2 separate regions of the Sus scrofa genome follow, and region 1 is linked to region 2. Evidence: chromatin contacts called from public promoter capture Hi-C data. All regions are on one chromosome and are shown on one strand. Each heading gives the region's core, a stretch centred on a gene start, on an enhancer-like site or on the middle of the called end of the contact. The rest is flanking DNA. Distances are from core to core; before and after follow the strand shown. Region 1 holds the start of TICRR (treslin). Region 2 holds the start of RHCG (Rh family C glycoprotein).

The links. Promoter capture Hi-C pulls out the DNA fragments that hold promoters and counts their contacts.
Region 1: a promoter capture Hi-C map of fetal skeletal muscle shows a contact between it and region 2, with 2.4 times the contacts expected there. The contact joins the promoter of TICRR here to the promoter of RHCG in region 2. A contact is called at or near these places in 1 of 5 promoter capture datasets (fetal skeletal muscle), 11 of 47 Hi-C or Micro-C datasets (brain, embryonic fibroblasts, epiblast stem cells and 6 more) and 1 of 2 datasets of contacts at active chromatin or transcription factors (skeletal muscle).

What each region holds. Positions count from the first base shown.
Region 1 is chr7:55,140,433-55,144,239 of Sscrofa11.1, reverse strand. It overlaps TICRR (treslin), which reads right to left and starts at 1,283. Exons shown (of 22, transcript XM_021098959.1): 1 at 243-1,283. The coding sequence starts at 905.
Region 2 is chr7:55,069,972-55,073,473 of Sscrofa11.1, reverse strand. It overlaps RHCG (Rh family C glycoprotein), which reads left to right and starts at 1,996. Exons shown (of 10, transcript NM_001044577.1): 1 at 1,996-2,224. The coding sequence starts at 2,038.

The DNA of each region.
Region 1 (3,807 bases), core at 34-2,533, 71 kb before region 2:
ATACACGTCGTGTGTAGGAGAAATTAAGCCTGGGAAGGCAGGTAGGGCCGAAATTGTGAAGGACCACAAACGCTTCAATCCAGTAGGTACAGAGGACCTTCCCACCTCGCTGTGATGCCTGTCCCTGTTTGTCTGTGTCCCCGGGACTTGCCTTCTGGAGGGACACCTGTGGGTCTCCTCCCGGGTCTACAGGCTGCCAAGTTCGGGTTCCCCAGAACCAGCGCGTCACCCTTCCACCTTACCTTAGACCACTCGGTGGTATCCACCCAGTACAAGGTGATTTTCCGGGCGATCATGACCTCCTGGACTCTCCTGGGCAGCAACTTATCCATCACCTGCTTCGGAGAGGGCGGCAGGCGCTGGGCCTGGGCCTCGCACCCGGCCACGAACTGCAGCAGCTCCCTCTGCGAGTGCGGACAGGGGCCCAGGAGGAAGACTGCGTTCACAAAGCTCCCGAGCGCCGACGCCGCCTCCTTAGCCTCGCCCTCCACGTCCAGCAGTCTTCGCCTGCTGCTGCGCAGGATCGGCTTCGTGGGCGACGTGATCTCGGGCCGGTCCCACTGATAGTCTAGCAGCGTCTCCATCAGGGCGCTGTGTGTGTGGGTGGCGCGCGGAGCTGGGCCTGGCAGGTGGGCGCCGCGGGCGCCATCCCCGAGCCTGGCCTCCAGCTCCTCCTCGAAGTCCTCCCACGAGCGGACGCCCAGCTCGCGGAAGTCCGACACGCGAGAAGGCCGGCTCCGCGCCCCCTGAGAGTCAAAGAACCTGAAGGCCCAGCGGACCCTGGCCAGGCCGAACCGGCAACTCAGGTAGGTGAGGAGGCGCAGGGCGGCCCGCCGCACCGGGCTTTCCCCAGCGGCGCCGCCCGCGGTGTCCAGCAGCAGCATGACGTTGTGACAGCAGGCCATGTCGGCCGCGCGGCCGCCTCAGGCTTACCTCCGGGACTCTTGCTTCAGGGAACCAGCGCCATTCTCTGCTGCTCGCAGGTCCCCAGTCGAAAGGCTCCCGCGCTCTCCAAGGGCTGCTACCATTGGTGGAGCTACCTCCAAAGGTCAACTTCTATTGGTCGCTCGCCTTACGTAAGTTACGTGAGCTACTTCCATCCTTGGCGCAGATTGGAGGAGCGTTGGTGAAGAACGCTGCTTAATTGGTGGAGGGTGAGACTGTGGGCGGGACGCTGTGTTCCGGGAGAAATGTAACGTTCATTGGCCTGGGCCTCCGTTTTAAAATTTAAAGAGGTGGTGCTTGCGGCCTGTACCTTTAAGTTTCCCTTTTGTGAGGGCCGACGGCGTCCGTGCAATGGTGCTGAGAAATGTTTACTAAGACCTTAAAAAAAAAAAAAAAAAAAAAAAAAGGCTTGAATTGAACTGCTTAAAGCCACTCTAAAGTTTCCATCTTGTGGAATCCAATGGTGAAGACTTAACATTTTCTGTAATTTCAGAAATAATTATTAAACGTTTACTCCCTTTGCCTCAGGAGCTTTTAGGCATTTCTCTGAACAAAGTAATCGGAGAGCAGGATAAAAGTTTAACTTGAGAAAAATAAAAAACAACTTGGGAATGATTAAATGATGTATGGTACCCCTCCCAAGAGGAACATCACGTAGGTTTTTAAAGTAATGTTTTTATACGTAATGTTAGGTGGAAAAAGACTGCAAACACAGCACAATGCAGTGAGATCCCCAAATATACTGTGTGTGTGCTTATTTTTTATTATTTTTTCTTTTTTTTCAGTGGCCGAACCTGTGGCATATGGAAGTTCCCCAGTCAGGGGTGGAGCCACAGCCACCATAGTTACATTGTGAGCCGCAAGGGAAGTCCTGTATATGTTTTTTTATTTTTGCTTTTCATGGCCTCATATGGAAGTTCCCAGGCTACGTGTCCAGTCAGAGCTACAGCCGCTGGCCTACGCCACAGCAACGCCAGATCCAAGCCGCCTCTGTTGTTGCGGAAACTGCAAAAACTGGCAGTGGAAGGAGACAAACAGCACTTGGAGATATGGAAAAGCAAGGTTTTATTCAGCACTGGTGTGGGCTCAGAGGAGTCACCTCCAGAGTCTGAGCACCAGGTCTTTGTTCTCAGTAACTTTTATACACTACAAGGTCTTGATTTTCCCATGTAAGCATCCCGGACCTCCCCCATCCCCAAGCAGACAGTGTTCCTCCCTAAGAAACTGAGCAAGCAAGGTTACAGAAGCAGAACTGATAAGCAATGCTGGGTACCTGATTAGCAGGGCTGCTGGCTTGGACAGAGAGCACACAGTTGTTACATTATTACAAGAAGGGTGGCATAGTGATGAGCACAGCTGGAAAGGCTTGCAGCTGCCTTCTTAGCCAAGCGGGGGGGGGGGGGGGAAGAAGGTTTGTTCTTTAGTAAAAACTCCATTTCACTGTGACCAGCACCACGGCTCACAGCAATCTCGGGTCCTTAGTGAGTGAGGCCAGGAATCGAACCTGCATCCTCATAGATGCTAGTCGGATTGGTTTCCGCAGCGCCACAATGGGAACTCCCTACAGTTCTACATTTCTATTTAACTTTTACATTCAGGTGGAATATCCTTAATGAAAAGGACCTTTTTGTTGAAAGTAGAGCAGAATTTAAACTCTAGCTAAGACTGGCCTGTGTCTAAATTTCCTTCCAATCCTGCAATTCTCTGAGCCAAATATTTCTAGGAAGACCACCACTGATACTTTGTGGATTGTCCTTGAATAAAAAACACTGATGTTTCCGGATCCACCTATCCACACCCACGGTCATTTTAGAGCAACAAACATTTGTTAGTCTTAAGATTTCAGGTGCTAGCTAAAAAAACGACTACACCTGTTGTGGTGTTCATTCATTCAAAAAGCAGTCATTATCAGGGAACAAAATGTCCTTTCCCTGGGAAGTTTACATTCTAGTAGGGGGAGCCAATCAATAAAAATAAGTAAAAGATGTAATATGTTAGATGGTGATAAGAGCTTTGGAGAAGAATTAAGTTGAAAAAGGGATAAGGAATAGGTAAGAAGCATATGCGGTTCCAAATAGGACAATCAGGGAAGCCACACTGAGGTGACATTTCAATAAAGACTCAAAGTTCCCATCGTGGCTCAGTGGTTAACGAATCTGACTAGGAATCATGAGGTTGCAGATTCAATCCCTGGCATTGCTCAGTGGGTTAAGGATCCAGCGTTGCCGTGAGCTGTGCTGTAGGTTGCAGACGCAGGTCGGATCCCGAGTTTCTGCGACTGTGGTGTAGGCCGGTGGCTACAGCTCTGATTAGACCCCTAGCCTGGGAACCTCCATATGCCGCAGGAGTGGCCCTAGAAAAGGCAAAAAGACAAAATAATAATAATAAAGACTTAAGAGATTGGCCATGTAAGAAGAGAGTTCCCATGGTGGCTCATTGGTAACAAATTCTACTAGTATCCATGAGGATGCAGGTTTGCTCCCTGGCCTCTTTCAGTGGGTTAAGGATCCAGCATTACCATCAGCTCAGATTCAGCCCCTAGCTGGAGAACGTCCATATTCTGCAGGTGTAGTCCTAAAAAAAAAAAAAAAGGCAAAAAAAAGAAGAGAGTTCCAGGAAAAGGGAACATTGAATGCAAAAGGCCTGAGATAGGATTTTGCTCCCTATTCCCCACGCTAACTTCTAAATAGTTATTAATAAAACTCAAGCTTTTACAAACAGAGGAAACTGAAACTCTGAGCAATTTGAAGAATCTTTTCTGTGATTTTATGCACAGCAGGACCACAGATGGAATCAAATTGAGGTCCAAAAAGCAGGTTCCCAGGGCACAATGCTTTTGACCTAGATCATAAAACTGCTTCA
Region 2 (3,502 bases), core at 747-3,246:
TCACAAAAGCATTATTTATAACACCAAACAAATAAAAAATAACCTCATTGTCCTAACACTAGGGCATTGGCTAGATAAAACATACGGTATATCCTGCCATTAAAAATGATGTTGTAGGAGTTCCCGTCGTGGCACAGTGGTTAACGAATCTGACCAGGAACCATGAGGTTGCGGGTTCAATCCCTGGCCTTGCTCAGTGGGTTAAGGATCCGGTGTTGCCATGAGCTGGGGTGTAGGTCACAGATGTGGCTCGGATCTGGCATTGCTGTGGCTCTGGCATAGGCCGGCAGCTCCAGCTCTGATTGGACCCCTAGCCTGGGAACCTCCATATGCCGCAGGAGCGGCCCAAGAAATGGCAAAAAGACAAAAAAAAAAAAAAAAAAAAAATGATGCTGTAGGAGTTCCCATCATGGCACAGCGGAAGTGAATCTGACTAGGAACCATGAGGTTGCCGGTTCAATCCCTGGTCTCTCTCAGTGGCTTAGGATCTGGCATTGCTGTGGCTGCGGTGTAGGCTGGCAGCTGTAGCCTGATTAGATCCCTAGCCTGGGAATCTCCATATGCCGTGGGTGCAGCCCTAAAAAGCCAAAAAAAGAAAAAAAGAAAATGATGTTGTAGAAGAATTATGTGGTAAGATCTTTACAAAATATTAAATAAAGCAGCTATAAATCAATGTTATAGTATGAAGCTCTCTCCTCTTTCTCATATTGGGGTTGCCTCTAGGTGGTGGGATTACAGAGGCTTTTTAGTTTATTTTTTGTATTTTTCTGCATTTTCTTTTCTGAATGATGTTTTTTACAAGAGAAATTAGAAATCAAATTTATTTTGACAAAATATGGACTAAGCATAGACTCAAGTTCTGTGGTTAAATTCTATCTTGACTCATGTCAAGATCATGTGTATTAACCAATAGATAATTCCTGATTATAGCTAAGTGAACCTGTGAAAAACACTTAAACTGTTTCCACAGTCTTTTTTTAATCTTCCTTCCTTCCTCCCTCCGTCCTCCCTCTCTTTCTTTCTTTTCTTTTCTGTGTGTGTGTGTGTGTGTGTGTGTCTTTTTAGGGCTGAACCCATGGCATTGGAGGTTCCCCGGCTAGGGGTCAAATGGGAGCTGTAGCTGCCTGCCTACACTACAGCCTCAGCTATGCTGGATCCCAGCAGCATCTGCAACCTACACCACAGCTCACAGCAACACGGTCCTTAACCCGCTGAGCGAGGCCAGGGATCGAACTGGCATCCTCATGGATCCTAGTCCAGTTGTTACCGCTGAGGCACGAGGGAGCTCCTTTAATATGTTTTTCTCTTAATGCCCTTTTCTTTGGGAATGATGCTAATTTACAGAAAAGTTGCAAAGAGAGTACAGTTTCTCTGTATAGCTCACACTAAAATGCATAACCAGGGTCCCTTTGTCACAACTAAGAAACCAACATGGGTACATCACTATTAACTAAACCTCAGAGTTGATTTAGATGTCTCCAGTTTTCCCTTTAACATGCTCTTTCTGTTCCAGGATACAACCCTGCGTAACATATTGCATTGTCCTGTGTCTCCAGGCTTCCCTGGACTGTGATGGTTTCTTGGGTTTTCCTGGTTTTTCATGAACCCTGTATGAATTTTGTAATCAAGGAAAGGAAGGAAACAGGATGATGATGATGATGTGATGATGATGATGATGATTTATATCCGCGAATGCCGTCGTTTTTATCGCGGCGGGAGGCAAAGGATAGGCTTTTTCTTTCTCTGTTCATCAGAACAAAAGCGGGAAGGCAGAGGCTGGGGCGCCTTCATCCTTGCCCACTGCTCCTGCTCCCACAGCTCTCATCCCAACCTAAGGCGGGAAGCTTCGGGGCCCGCGGGTTTCCTCGCCGCCGCCGCCGCTGCCCGCCGGTTGGGCGAGCGCGAGGGCGACTCCCACATCAGCTGTTCTGCAACCCGACGCGGCCGCCCCGCCCCAGCCCGGGTCTTAAAAGCCTCTCCGGCCTCCGAGCGTCCAAACTGGCGGCTCTCAGCCCTGGCTCCGCGCCCCCTGCAGCAATGGCCTGGAACACCAATCTCCGCTGGCGGCTGCCGCTCACCTGCCTCCTCCTGCAGGTGATTATGGTGATCCTCTTCGGCGTGTTTGTGCGCTACGACCCGGATGCGGACGCCCACTGGATTGAGGAGAGGTTGGGCAGGAACATCTCCAGCGACATGGACAACGAATTCTACTATCGCTACCCCAGTAAGTCCGGCCGCCTTGCAAGCCCACCTGCGGCTTGTCCAAGCAGTCCTCGCTAGTCTGATGGCCCTTCCTGGCCTCCCCTCTGCAGCCTGCTGCTCAGGAACCAGGGCCAGGGAGGAGCTGGAGGAGTCCCCTGCCCCGCCCCCCTTAGGTTCCCCACCAGGCGGTGTCCCCAGGTGTCTGGAGACCAATCTTGGGAAAGGGCCAGATGTGCACAAATTCCTTTCACCTGGTGAGAAGTCACTGGGGTGAGCTCCATCCTGTTGCCATCAGAGACCTCCAAACTTCCTGTCGCAGAGCCCTTCCTGAGGTCCTCAAAAGACCCAGGTCTCATCTTGGTCACCAACCTGTGGGTGACCCTGGCTCCCTTGTCTCCAACTGGATCCTGGCTCTCCAAGTTAGGGGGAGTAGTTCCAATGTTAAGGGCTGCAGGAAAGACTCGGTGACCTGCCAGCCTTGCTGCTGGGAGCAGTGCGGTGTAGGGGACTGTGGCACCTACTACCTTTTGGCTTGGAGAGGGAGAAAGCACCCCTGAATTCTCTGGTATCTGTAGTGCTGTGGTTAAGAGCATGGCCTTGAAATCACCAAACCTCACCTCCGTCATGGCTCTGCCATGGACTAGGTAGGTGGCCTTAGCCAAATGCCAACCTTACAGAAACTCAATTTCCTTATCTGTCCAGTGGGGATAATAATAGGACCCACCTTGCAGGGTGAGGTGAGGCTGGCATGAGACACTGCATGTAAAGGTCTGGCCAGTGCATGGAATCCTTGCTCCATCATGGAGCAGTTAGAAGAGCCCTAAACAGAGGCCCTAGGACTCAGGTGTTGGAAGACCTGGCCCAAGGTCACTTGGGTCAGCCCAACCTCTGGACTTCCAGCCCAGGATTCTTTATGCCCTCGTGTTTTCTGCTTTTCCACACTATCTACCAGCAGCCAATGACAATCTTGCCTACTGCTGGTGCTCACATGGTCATGGACTGTTTGTTTTGGAAGGGACCCTAAAGTTCATCTCCAACAGTCACCTGTACAAACTTGTCTTCCCTCCGTGGCTTGTATGCCCTCAGTAATGGGATTCCACCCATTTTTCTTAGATCCAATCAAATAATGGCACATATTCAGATTGGGAACCCGCAGAAAAACATGGAGGTGGGGGAGGATGCAAGCCCAGGGGGAGCCTGCCACATCATGTGGCTGCCAAATAGCTCACTGAGTCACAGGCTATGTTAATAGAAATGTGGTGTCTAGGAGTTTCCATCGTGGCGCAGTGGTTAATGAATC